Regions from separate parts of the Mus musculus genome. Here all the other regions are linked to region 2. The links are chromatin contacts, called in public promoter capture Hi-C maps. All regions are on one chromosome and are shown on one strand. Each heading gives the region's core, a stretch centred on a gene start, on an enhancer-like site or on the middle of the called end of the contact. The rest is flanking DNA. Distances are from core to core; before and after follow the strand shown.

The links. Promoter capture Hi-C pulls out the DNA fragments that hold promoters and counts their contacts.
Region 1: a contact with region 2 is called in a promoter capture Hi-C map of erythroid cells, with 11 times the contacts expected there. The contact joins the promoter of Swsap1 here to the promoter of Zfp426 in region 2. A contact is called at or near these places in 2 of 39 promoter capture datasets (erythroid cells and liver).
Region 3: a promoter capture Hi-C map of erythroid cells shows a contact between it and region 2, with 6 times the contacts expected there. The contact joins the promoter of Rp9 here to the promoter of Zfp426 in region 2. A contact is called at or near these places in 4 of 39 promoter capture datasets (erythroid cells, liver and pre-B cells).

What each region holds. Positions count from the first base shown.
Region 1 is chr9:21,953,536-21,957,574 of GRCm38.p6, reverse strand. It overlaps Swsap1 (SWIM type zinc finger 7 associated protein 1), which reads right to left and starts at 1,822. Exons shown (of 2, transcript NM_025870.1): 1 at 1,571-1,822; 2 at 1-898. The coding sequence starts at 1,813. The coding sequence ends at 305. It overlaps Gm45914 (predicted gene, 45914), which reads left to right and starts at 1,569. Exons shown (of 1, transcript NR_132099.1): 1 at 1,569-2,291.
Region 2 is chr9:20,490,884-20,494,802 of GRCm38.p6, reverse strand. Zfp426 (zinc finger protein 426) reads left to right here and starts at 2,057. Exons shown (of 9, transcript NM_001110309.1): 1 at 2,057-2,105; 2 at 2,352-2,417.
Region 3 is chr9:22,466,802-22,470,931 of GRCm38.p6, reverse strand. Rp9 (retinitis pigmentosa 9 (human)) reads left to right here and starts at 2,576. Exons shown (of 6, transcript NM_018739.2): 1 at 2,576-2,858. The coding sequence starts at 2,731.

The sequences.
Region 1 (4,039 bases), core at 573-3,072, 1.5 Mb before region 2:
AAAAATGCAGCAGATAAAAAGACCTGCACTAGGAAACATGGCTGAATCTCATTGACAACGGTGAGTGGGCAAAGGAAGGCTCTGCTGGCCTTACTTATCTTAAAGGTCTCATTACTAATTTATCATTAGTGTGGAGGGCTGTGTGTTTCCACCCAAATGTGGAGGTCAGAAGACAACTTGCAGGAGTCAGTTCTTTCTACCACGAGGGTCCCGGGAATCAGTCAAATTACCGTGCCTGTTGCCAAGGGATCTTGCCAGCCCTGATGACAATAATGCTAGTTTATAAACAGAAAATCTACATTTTTCAGGTCTTTGAATCTGCACCTGTCTCTGAAGTAAGTATCCCATCCAAGGGAGACCCAGGACCAGGGAGGTTGTCACATCCCAAAGTTAAGGACTGGCTTCCAGCACTTGAATCTTTCTTCTCTGGGCTGAGCTTAGAAGCCTGGGCAAGCCATGGGGTGACCTTCATCTCTCCACAGGGTAAGAAACTCACTGACCACTCTGTCCTAGGGCTCAGTTTGCCCAACTCTAGGCTGGCTCGAAGGCAGCAATGCTGTCCCAAGCCTAGGGCATCTGGCTGCAACCAGCACTGTGCAGGAAAATATCGCTTAAGTAATGGCAGATGTGGGGCATCGGCCTCTGCTTCTTTCTGGGTTTCAAGGGCCACAACAAGCCCACAACTGCCATTGGCTCCAAGACGGTGGCTAAAGAAGGCAGCAGTATCCAGAAGCAATGCAGCCAAGTAGGCGGCTTCCTGGGCACTGGGATCCTCTGCGAGATATTCTTCCAGGCCGTCCAGGAGTAGAAGGGATGGGGTCGGTGCTGGGGCCTCATGGGCAGAGGCCAGCAGCTGGAGAAGCTCTTGAATTGAGGATGGGTACTGGAAACGAACCTTCTAGAAGATAGGAAAAGGCTAGACTTAATATAGGAGGTCAAAACTCCCTATTATGGCTACCTCACTTCTATACTTTCCGGTCTAGGCTCTCATGGTCCATATATAAAGTTCCAGGATGAAGCACCAGCTCAAATACTTCACCCTTGTCACCTGCCCTTCTCCAGCAGTTGTCACTGCTCAAGATTATTTAAGGAAAAAACATTTTTTTTCTTTAATACAGGGCCTCATGTGACCCAGGATGATCGCAAACGCGTTTTGTAGCCAAGGATGGCCTGACACTTCTGAGAACTGAATCCCAGGCATATATTATCAAGTCTGGTTAAAGGGATAGAAAGAACCCAGGGCTTCGCGCATGTTAGGTAAATTCTCTGTTCAGTTAATCCCAGTCCGTATTTTTTTGTTGTTGTTTTTGGTGGTTTGTTTTGGTTTGTCACCCATGCTCACCAATGCCGCCCGACCACAGGACGGTCTTTCACTTCATCTTAACTAAACCCGCACTGTCCCGTCCCACGACCCTACTCCGCCTCTTCCACCCACCACTTCCACAGACGCTTTATGACGATTTAGTTGTGAATCTACGATTCACGCTGCCATTTGCCTATCGAACTGTCACTCAGGCGCGAACTAGCCCGCCATTGGGTAACGCATTGCCAGGTCCAGCCCTCCGTTTACCTGGAGCCGCCAATGCTCTCGCGCTGTGGGTGTACTGAGCGGCAGGCTCTGAAGGGGCCTTCGCGTCACGAAGAGGACGGACCCGCGGCCTTCCCCTGCCGCCTCAAGGGCGGCTGCAAACAGCAGCGACGTCTGCGCAGAGCGCGGAGCGCCGAGCAACAGCAATGGCGGCCCGGCAGCGCCATCCTCTCCTGGCCTTGCCGCGCAGCCGGCATTCAGCACCCGCCTCAGCGCCTCCGCCATTTGCTGAGTGCCGCTGACCAATCAAAAGCGATATCTCATCTTGGGCCCGCCCACACAGAGGCCTCATTGGCTATAGTTCACAGACTAAGTTCGTCGCTGGAGCTGTCAGCCAATGATCAAAACACGGAGCGTGGAGGAAGTGGGTACTTTGAGGGAATTGCTGCAAGAAGCCGTGTGATCGATTAAAAGGAAAGGAAGGTCGAGGGTCCAAACGTGCTCCAAAGAGACGCCCAGGCTCTAGGTCGGAGCTGTAGAGAATGGCTCAGTCGTTACGAGCACTGGCTGCTCCTCCAAAAGACCCGGGTTCAGTTCCCACCATCTACTAGGTGATTCACAGCCATGCACAAGTACAGTGTGAGGGAATCCGACGCCCTCTTCTGGACTCCGCGGACACGTGGCACCCATATATTTATGGCCCCGCGCTTATACACACACTCATGTAAAAATAAATCTAAACATTAAAAAAAGTAGAAGCCGGTCGGTGGTGTCGCGCACCTTTAATTCCAGTACTTGAGTGGCAGAGGCAGGTGAATCTCTTAAGATCAAGGCCAGTCTAGAGAAACCGTCTCAAAAAAAAAAAAAAAAAAAAGTAGGTTCCCTTAGATATATATTGAGGTTTGCAACCAGCCTGAGTTACATGAGCACCTATCTTTAAAAATAATAATAATGATGATGATAACCAGACTTTTAGCTTGCCCACCTGCAAAATGAATATTGTGATTCCATGTGATCATTGTAATGCGTTGGTGTGAACAATTGCTGATGTCACCGAAGCAAAGTTCACAGAGACCTGTTTGCTTGTCTCTGCATAGTTGAATATGGGGAATTTTATTTTTTGGTAGGGTCCCAGACATTTTAGCCTGTGCCACTATGATAAGTTAATACAAGGCTGGGGGTGAAATTCGGGGTTTTGTCCATGCTGAGCAGGCACTCTGCCCTCCATGGGGGGAGGGGTGATTACATTTATTTAGTTGGTGTGAGTGTGTATATACTCCCATTGACACAGAGTGCATGCACTCTGAGGACAACTTCTGGGATGGGATGCAGTTCTTTCTACCCCACCATGTGTGTCCCCTGGATGACAGATTTTTAAAAAAAGATTTATTTATTTATTTTATGTATATGAGTGCTCTGTCTTCATGTACACCTACATGACAGAAGAGATCATCAGATTCCATTGTAGATGGTTGTGAGCCACCATGTGGTTGCTGGGAATTGAACTCAGGACCTCTGGAAGAGCAGTCAGTGTTTTTTAACCGCTGAGCCATCTCGCCAGCCCCTGGATGACAGATCTTCAGGGCTGGTGGCAAGAGTCCTCTAAGCCATCTCACTGGCCCCGATTTCTGGGATTTTTTAAAAATCTTTTTTTGTGTGGGCGTGTGCAGGATTACCTGTGCCACCTAGCGTGTGGAGGTCAGTCCTTACCTTCTAGCTCATTTGCACAGTGTGTCTTGTTCACTGCTGTGTATGTCAGACTGGATGACCGTCACAGCCCCACCACGAGACCGATCCTGTGTCCAGTGTTTAAATGGGTCGACTCTCAGGCTCGTGCCTGTACATCCTGCACTGTACATACTGAGACCTCTCCCAGGTTCCCTGTATGAGGGCCCTTTAAGAGGCCTGTCATCTAACTTTCTTTTTGGCCTGGGACCTTCTTAATGCCTGCTTGTATTAAGAGGAGAGAGAAAATTGTGTGTGTGTAGAAAGAGAGAGAGAGAGAGAGAGAGAGAGAGAGAGAGAGAGAGAGAGAGAAGAGAGAATGAGGGCTTCATTCACAAGAGTCTATGACCACACTGGAAAAGTGCAATTCTTGTCAAGTCACTGAATGAAAGAGGAAGAACTGAGGGAACCAAGGTGAGTGGTGGGTGATCCTGATTTCTCAGCCAGTCTCTTCACCCAAACTTGGCTCGTGAGCTGTCACTCAAGCCTGTTTCCCTGGAAACCTTGTCTCCTAGTAACTTCAAAGTGGTACGGTTGCCTGGAGACCCAGGAACAGGGCGGAACTGTGATTTCCTGAGCTTACTCTTTCCCTCTGGGGACAGAAAACAGCTTCACAACATCCCCCAGTACACCCACACACACAGCTGGGCACCCTCACCCTGAGCACACACACACACACACCCTGCACACACACATGCACACCCCAGAACACACATACCATGCACATACACACACCCTGCATGCACACACATGCACACACATGCTATGGCATTCAGAGTTCTATTG
Region 2 (3,919 bases), core at 808-3,307:
ATGGTGCTAGGATGTAAATGTCTGTTCACTAGGATTGAACAACCATTAGTCCAGTCCCCAAAGAACATATCTCTAACATGCAGCTCAAGGGCACAGATCACTTTCACAATGGATGTTGAGTCCTGGTGTGCCATAATGTTCTCAGTTTTTTTGTTTAAGATTTATTTATTATATGTAAGTACACTGTAGCTGTCTTCAGACACCCCAGAAGAGGGCGTCAGATCTCATTACGGATTGTTGTGAGCAACCGTGTGGTTGCTGGAATTTGAACTCAAGACCTTCGGAAGAGCAGTGTACTGGCTAGTTTTGTGTCAACTTGACACAGGCTGGAGTTATCACAGAGAAAGGAGCTTCAGTTGGGGAAATGCCTCCATGAGATCCACTTGTAAGGCATTTTCTCAATTAGTGATCAAGGGGGAAAGGCCCCTTGTGGGTGGTGCCATCTCTGGGCTGATAGTCTTGGGTTCTATAAGAAAGCAAGCTGAGCAAGCCAGTGGAAGCAAGCCAGTAAGAAACATCCCTCCATGGCCTCTGCATCAGCTCCTGCTTCCTGACCTGCTTGAGTTCCAGTCCAGTGTGGAATTGTAAGCTGAAACCCTTCCCTCCCCAACTTGCTTCTTGGTCATGATGTTTGTGCAGGAATAGAAACCCTGACACTAAGACAAGCAGTTAGTGCTCTTAACCGCTGAACCATCTCTCCAGCCCACACCCCAGTTCCTTTCTTTAAAAAAAATTTTTTTTTTTTTTTGCCAGCTGGGCAACATGACCCTGGGTCAGATCTATTTGAAAAGAACAACACTGGTGTACTTAAATAATCTTGGCAATATTTTTGTGTAAATAACCCATCTGACCAAGTGGCTAGACTTGTAGTCTCCTGTCTCTTAAATTGTTCAAAGTCTAATCAGGGGCTGGGACCTAGAGGTTTTAAGGATGAGTGTGTGTAAAATGCCTAACTCTAAGGTATATATAATTACATTTGAGGTCAACTCATATTTGGCCATGTGCTTTAGTAAAGAGCTTTTCCTTGAGCTCTAAGTGTGCAGTAAGAAAGTCTGCCTTTTCACTGAGAAGTCATACTGGCATATTGTTTCTGAAGCAACGCAAGCCCCTGGTTGAGCAAGTTCATGGCAGAGAGGGTAAATGGGTCTCTTGACAAACTGATCTTGCATCCTGTAATAGATCAGGGCCATAAATGCTTTTACTTTCGTCAGAAAGTGATTATAGCTTCATTTCTCTTTGACTCGCATTGACCAACAGATGTCAGCAGAATTCAGCCTAGTAACATTACAGTTTTCAGCCTCTCAACTGTTGCGTGGTTAAACTGGCTCTTCATTCATGTTATTAGGGACCATCAGTAACCAGGAGTGTCGAATCTGAGTGACTGGGCATTTTTCCTGTGACTTGAGATGACAAAAACCCGGATTTGAGCTTACTGTTTGCTTAGGGCATTCAATAGAACCGGGGACTTGGGAAAACAGTTGCTGGGAAAGATGCAGATACGCGGTTAAGACGAGTTCAAGACCCACCCAGTAACTACTTCAGGATTCTCAGTCAGAAACCCAGTTATTTCCATTGGGCTCCTGAGGCTGGTGGAATGGGCTTAGGTAGGGTAAATCTGTTGAAGCACCCTTTATGGTCGCAGCCTACGAAATACAATTTCAACATCTTGAGAGGTCTAGATGATTACGGAAGCGAGACTGCCTTCTGTTTCCTACTGGACTAGGGTGCACTAGAAAGCAAGGGTTCTAAGAATGCAGCGATGGCAGGCAAAAAAATTTCCTGAGCGGACGCTGGGTACCCACAAGAAACCCTGTGGTTAAAGGACTTACTGGTCCTGGCACCACCGTTGCCCGGCTCACAGCCTGGATTCTAATTCTGTCTTGTCCTGGAGACCAGCGTCGGCCTCCAGCTCCCGCGGTGAAGCCCTTACAGCCCCTCCGCCCTGACACTGCGGAGAAACTAGAAATCTGACAGGAATTCAACCGAGGTAGACTCCCGGGCCTGGCTCTGCAGCAGACCGAGCGCGAGCGGAAGTGACGTCATGCCCGCGCCCGTCTCTTCCGGCTCTTATCTGCACTGAAGAGTTGCGGAGTTGCCTGGCATTCGTGAGTTCTGCGGTACAAGGACTACCTGGAGGCGGAGGGGGAGATAGAGAACGAGAGTGCAGAGCTCTGCTCCGCTTGCCACGGCGCCTCCGGGCGCGGCCAAGCCTGAGTCCTCTCTGGCTGTCAGTCGCCAGGCTGGGGAAGTGCCCAGAGGGCGGGCCTGGCGATGGCTGCGGCTACGATGCTGCTCTTCAAAAGCCGCCCAAGCAAATTCTGTGCGAAAGGCTCTTTTATTTTTCTCCTCAGAAATGAAATTTTGCCGGAGTAGTTGGAGTGATCAGCGCCATACACCTTGCGATTTCAGCGCCTCTGGTGAGCACTCAGTGAAAGGTCGCTTTTGGAAAAAGCCGTATTCCCTTTTAAAAAAATATTAGAGACGAATGTCGGGGTGAGAACTTAATTCATATTGTTAGATTGTACTTTATTTAGTGAGTGCGTGTTTTATTTTGACCATTAGTTTCAGATACAGAGACAAATTTCTTAGTTACTTCGAATGTACGTCTTTCTTGAGAGAATATAAACATTGGTAGACCTCCAGCCCATTCATAAAAACCTAGCGGGCAAGCCTTTACTCACGGCACACAGGTGGCAAAAGGATTTCTGTGAGTTCTTGGCTAGTCTGGTGTACAAAATGAGTTCCAGGCCAACCAGTGCTACGTGGTGAAATACTGTATTTATTAAAAAACAAACAAGCAAAAACCTAACAAACAATAATAGTGAGCTTTTTTCCACCTCCAAAGTTCCTAGGCCTGTGTTTGTTTCCTCATCCCTTTATCTCTCTGTGCTAGTGGTCCATTCAGGGCCTTGTGCGTGATACACATACTTTTCTCTTCGTTCTTAGATCTGTTCATCACTAAACTGCTTGGAGCTCACAGAAGAAATGTGGAAAGCTAGATTATTAAAAATCATAGAATTAACTATTAAGAAGATTGATAAATTAGTGTTCTCTCCCCAACAATCCCCCCCCCCCCATTTCTCTTTTTAAAAAAAACTTAGACGTACTAGCATATTTGATGGTCCAGTATCTGTTATGCTGCAGTCACCTCTTGCAGCAGTCCGTGTCTACTCTTTCCCCAGCAAGATATATTGTATGGTGACTTGTTTGCTAAGATGTAAACTGAAAATAAAGGGCAACATGGTAGCACATAGCAGTGATCTCAGGAGTTGGAGCAATAGGAACATGATTTCTTTTCTTTTCTTTCTTTCTTTTTTTAGATTTATTTATTTTATATATGTGACCACACTGTCACTGTCTTCAGACACACCAGAAGAGGGCATCAGATCTCATTGTAGATGGTTGTGAGCCACCATGTGGTTGCTGGGATATGAACTCAGGACCTCTGGAAAAGCAGCCAGTGCTCTTAACCACTGAGCCATCTCTCCAGCCCCAGAACATGATTTCTATGCCAGGATAGTTACATAGTTTCAGGCCAGTCCAGTCTGCATAGTTATACCCCTATCTCCGAATAAACAATAATAGATACAACACTTGACTGTTAAATACTTGGTAATGTACCACCTAGATTAGGACATTGTCTTACTGAAAGCAAAATATTATTAGATTCAATCAAGAAAATTAAAGAATAGAGTTATTTGGGTATTCAGCTCAGTTGATAGAGTGTTTGTGTGTTATCCACAGACCCCTAGGTTCAGTTCCTAGTACCACATAAACTGAGTGCAGTAGCTCACTTGATTTTGATCCCAGCTCTCTGCGGATAGAAGCTGGAGCATTAGGAGTTCAGGGTCAGCCTCGGTCACATAGTAGGTTGTAGGCCAGCCTGAACCACATGATCTTGTCTTTACAAAAGAAAAGA
Region 3 (4,130 bases), core at 1,327-3,826, 2.0 Mb before region 2:
GGACCTTCAGAAGAGCAGTTGGTGCTCTTAACCACTGAGCCATCTCACCAGCCCCCTTAATGGTTTTTTAAAACACAAATTTACTTAGTGTGTGTACATATGTACAGAGTAAAGATCAGAGGACAACTTGCGGCAGTCAGTTCTATCTTCCGCCATATTGGTCTGTGGTCCCTGGGGATCAGATTTTGGTCAGTCATGGCAGCAAGTGCTTTTACTCATTGTGCTAGCCCCCAGCTTAGTGTTTAAGAGTAAAACACTAGTTTGTAGTTCTAAGGCAAATCACTTTATCTGCTCATAACCTCAGTATATTAGCCCACCACTTGATTTCATGGTTTGTTGTGGTTTTATTTTTGTTTTTTGAGATCAGTTCTCAATATGTAGCCCTGGCTACCCTATGAAGACCAAGCTGGCCCTGAACTTTCAATGATCTTGTCTCTGCTTCCCTAGTGCTATAGTCAACAGCATATGCCACCATGCCTGACCAAGATAACATACTTTTTATTATTTTTGTGGTGCTGAGGATTTAACACAGGGCCTGTGCATTCTAAGCTCCAGCACTGAGCTGCAGACCCAGTTCCATCTATATTTAAGGAATAAATTTTCAATTCGTGAGTTTTAAGCATTCGACACTTTTACAAAGGATTATTTTTATTTTATGTATATGAGTATTTCCCCTAAATGTATACACATGTGTGCAGTGCCCATGGAGGCCAGAAGAGCGTGCACTGGATCTCCCAGAACTGGAATAACACACAGTTGTGAGCTGCTGTATGTATGGGAACCAATCCCAGGCCCAGTGCAAGAATGGCATGCCCTCTTAACTGCTGAGCCACCTCTCAACCCCAAGACATTTTTATTTTACTTTTATTTTCATTTAAGTTGGGATACTTATTGAATGGTAGCGTAGCATGCCTCAGACCCTAATCAGTTGGTTGTTTTACCTAAAAACAGGAGACATGAGATTGATTAACCCTGAATTTATCTAGTCTATCTGCTCCCTCTCCAATATTTAAGGCACAAAAAGTAACTACGGTATTTTACTGTCAGATTTTACAGAGGCCTATTCCAGACCTGGGAAAAGGCCCCTTCCCAACCATCAGCTTTAGAGTCCAGGAACGGTGAGAGCATCACAAACAGATCATTCTGAATGAGATCATCCAGGAAGCTGTCCCCAGTTCCCACCCCATCACAGTGGAGCAGTCACCTTCATGGGAAACAGATTGTCCCCTCAAGTAATGAGGTATATGTGACTACCTTGCAAGACAATGATTGAAATAACCAATCATAACATGGTTTGACCAATATTTAATTGTTGGTAGCTGATCCCTGCCTCAAATCTTCCCCTCCTTACATCCTAAAACCTCGTGCCAGTTATCTGGAAATAGGCTGTGAAACTCATCTCTATTTTCTCAGTGTGGGCCACAGTGATTAGTATCCTTTTGTTGCCCCTCCCGCACTGGGAGTCAGGCTCTGCTTATGGCTGGTAGAATTAGCAGCAGGTGGTGCACACCTTTAATCCAGGCACTTGGGAGGAAGAGGCAGGCGGATTTCTGAGTTCGAAGCCAGCCGGGTCTACAGAGTGAGTTCCAGGACAACCAGGGCTACACCCTGACTCGAAAAACCAAAATAATAATAATAATAATAATAATAATAATAATAATAATAATAATAATAAATAAATAAAACAAGCAAACAAAAAAGATTTAGCAGCACAGACCAGATTGAACTCATAGAGAACTGCCTGCCTCTGCTGAGTACCAAAATGCCAGCCTAATACCTTTCTTTCTTTTTCTCGGTCGTTCCTCTTTGCTACCTTTGGATAAGTGTAGAGACCTAACTTGGAACGCTCCGAGTGGAGCTTCCGGCCTGAGACACCGCTTATAGGAGCAAAGGAGGAAGAGCAAGTTTTAAAAAAGGATGCTCCTCTGCAGGATACTGTGTGTCTGCTTTTATTTTTTATTTGCATCACCAAAAATCTTGGTATAAAATATTATGAATATATTGGTCTGTGTTTTTACTACGAATTCGCATAGTCTGGGAAACTGAAGATTTTATAGAGAACGTTGTTTTCTTCCCAGAATGGATGAATCCATAGGTAACAAGTAGCAGCCAAAAGGCTTTTAGTTTAGAAGGCCATACTGCTTTTGCAGAGAACCAGAGTTCGGTTCCCAGCATAGGGTGGCTCATATAGCCCACAGTTCCAATTCTAGAGAGCCATCGTCCTCTTCTGAATTCTGGGCAACTACCGAACTCCACCCCTGCACCACCACCCCAAATATATACGTAGAAATAAAATCTTTTCTCTTTTTCCTTTGTAACAGGATCTCCCCAGGTCTCTGACTTTACTAGCTTGACCTCGTACTCACAGGTCAGTGTTTCTGCCTCCTGCGTGCTGATATTAAAGACCTTTGACACCTTGCCCACCCACAAATACTTAAAACCTTCATAATATAAAAAAAAAAAAAAAATAGAAAGCAACGAGTCGCAGAAGTGGGTGTGGCCTGCAGGCGACTTGGAGCACCCGGAAGCCCTCGGGCCCCGCCCGCCTTCGCCCCGCCCCGGCCCGCCCCGCCCCTCTCAGCTAAGGTTCCCGCAGGCCTCAGGGCCGCGGGGGCCTGGCTGCACGTTCCCTGTCGGCGTTCTGCGGCACGGGCCGGTGGGACGTTGGTGGGGTTGCGCTGCGGGGAGGAAGAGGCGACTTTCCACCTTCTAAGCCCGCCTCGGGTCGCGATGTCGTCCGGGGCCGGGTCTCGGCGGCCGCGGGAGCCGCCGGAGCACGAGCTGCAGCGGCGGCGGGAGCAGAAACGGCGGCGGCACGACGCGCAGCAGCTGCAGCAGCTCAAGCACCTGGAGTCCTTGTGAGTCGGCTGGGCCGGGTGCGGGCGGTGCGGGCCGCCGCCGACGGGTGGGCGTCGCGGCCTGGCGAGCCCCCGGCTCCCTCTGCTCGAGGGCGGCGGAAGGACGCGAGGAGGGAGGCCGGCCACTGTCCCCGCCACGGCGACCGTGGCAATGGCAGTTGACGCGTCCGGAAGCCGAGCTCGGAGCCCCTGGGGGTCGAAGGACGCCAGCCTCTGTCCACTACCACGGACGGCATCGGCGGGAAGCTCAGGGTGGAAACTGCGGGAGACGCGCGGGAAGGCAGCGGACCCGCAGCCGGGCCTGAGGGTGGAGCCCGATGACCTGCGACGACTGTAGTGTAGAGTCGCATGTAGGTGAGGGAAGGTGGCGGGCCTCCCGTCCACAAACTAAACCGAGGTAAAAGTCAGAACCGGGGAGGAGAGGTTTGGGGACGCTGAGCGTGGTGAGGACAGGACATTGTAGGAGACTGTAGAAGATGTTTGTTATGCAGACATTTCGTGTGTGTGTTTGAAGACAAGTTTCCCTGTGTGTATCTTATGCAAACAAGTCTCCGTGTGTGTGTGTGTGTGTGTGTGTGTGTGTGTGGTGTGTGTGTGTGTGTGTGTGCGCGCGCGCGCGCCTGCATATTACCTCACCTGCCCGCCACCTTTGATCATTTTATCTATGCTTGACACATCACTGGCACATTGTTTGTGTGTTATTTTCTTCTTTCAGTGATGGTGTTTCAGTATGGAGTTTTCCCTCTTATATGCCCACAACCCCAGGCATCCTGTTCGTGTCTAAGACAAGGAAGGGCTCATGAGCCTCCCACCTTAGACTAGAGCGCCCTCTTAAATTAAATTTCTCTACATGTGACCTCCTTCACCTAGGAAATTTTCACACTACTGCATGAGTATGGGTATGTAAAATAGGGGATACAAGTCAAACACTTACTGATAATAAGACATAAGGAAATGTGTTTAAAGCAGTTCTTATATATGCAGTTTTACCATTGATTAAAAACAAAAGCAAAATTGAATACTAATGAGATAGATTACTTGTTTATTTTTACACAATTTAATCTTGGCTGCATATTTGAATGATGAAGGATGTAGAACATCTTCAACATTTTTCAGAATGATTTTATATTTTGATTTTATAATTGTTGAAGCTTTCACACCACTGTCACTATGCATAAGTACATAGAATATACGATAATAGTAGGAGTATGTTTAGGGCCATTTCAGAAATTGTTGCAAATTTGATCCTAACCAAAAAAAAAAAAATTGAAC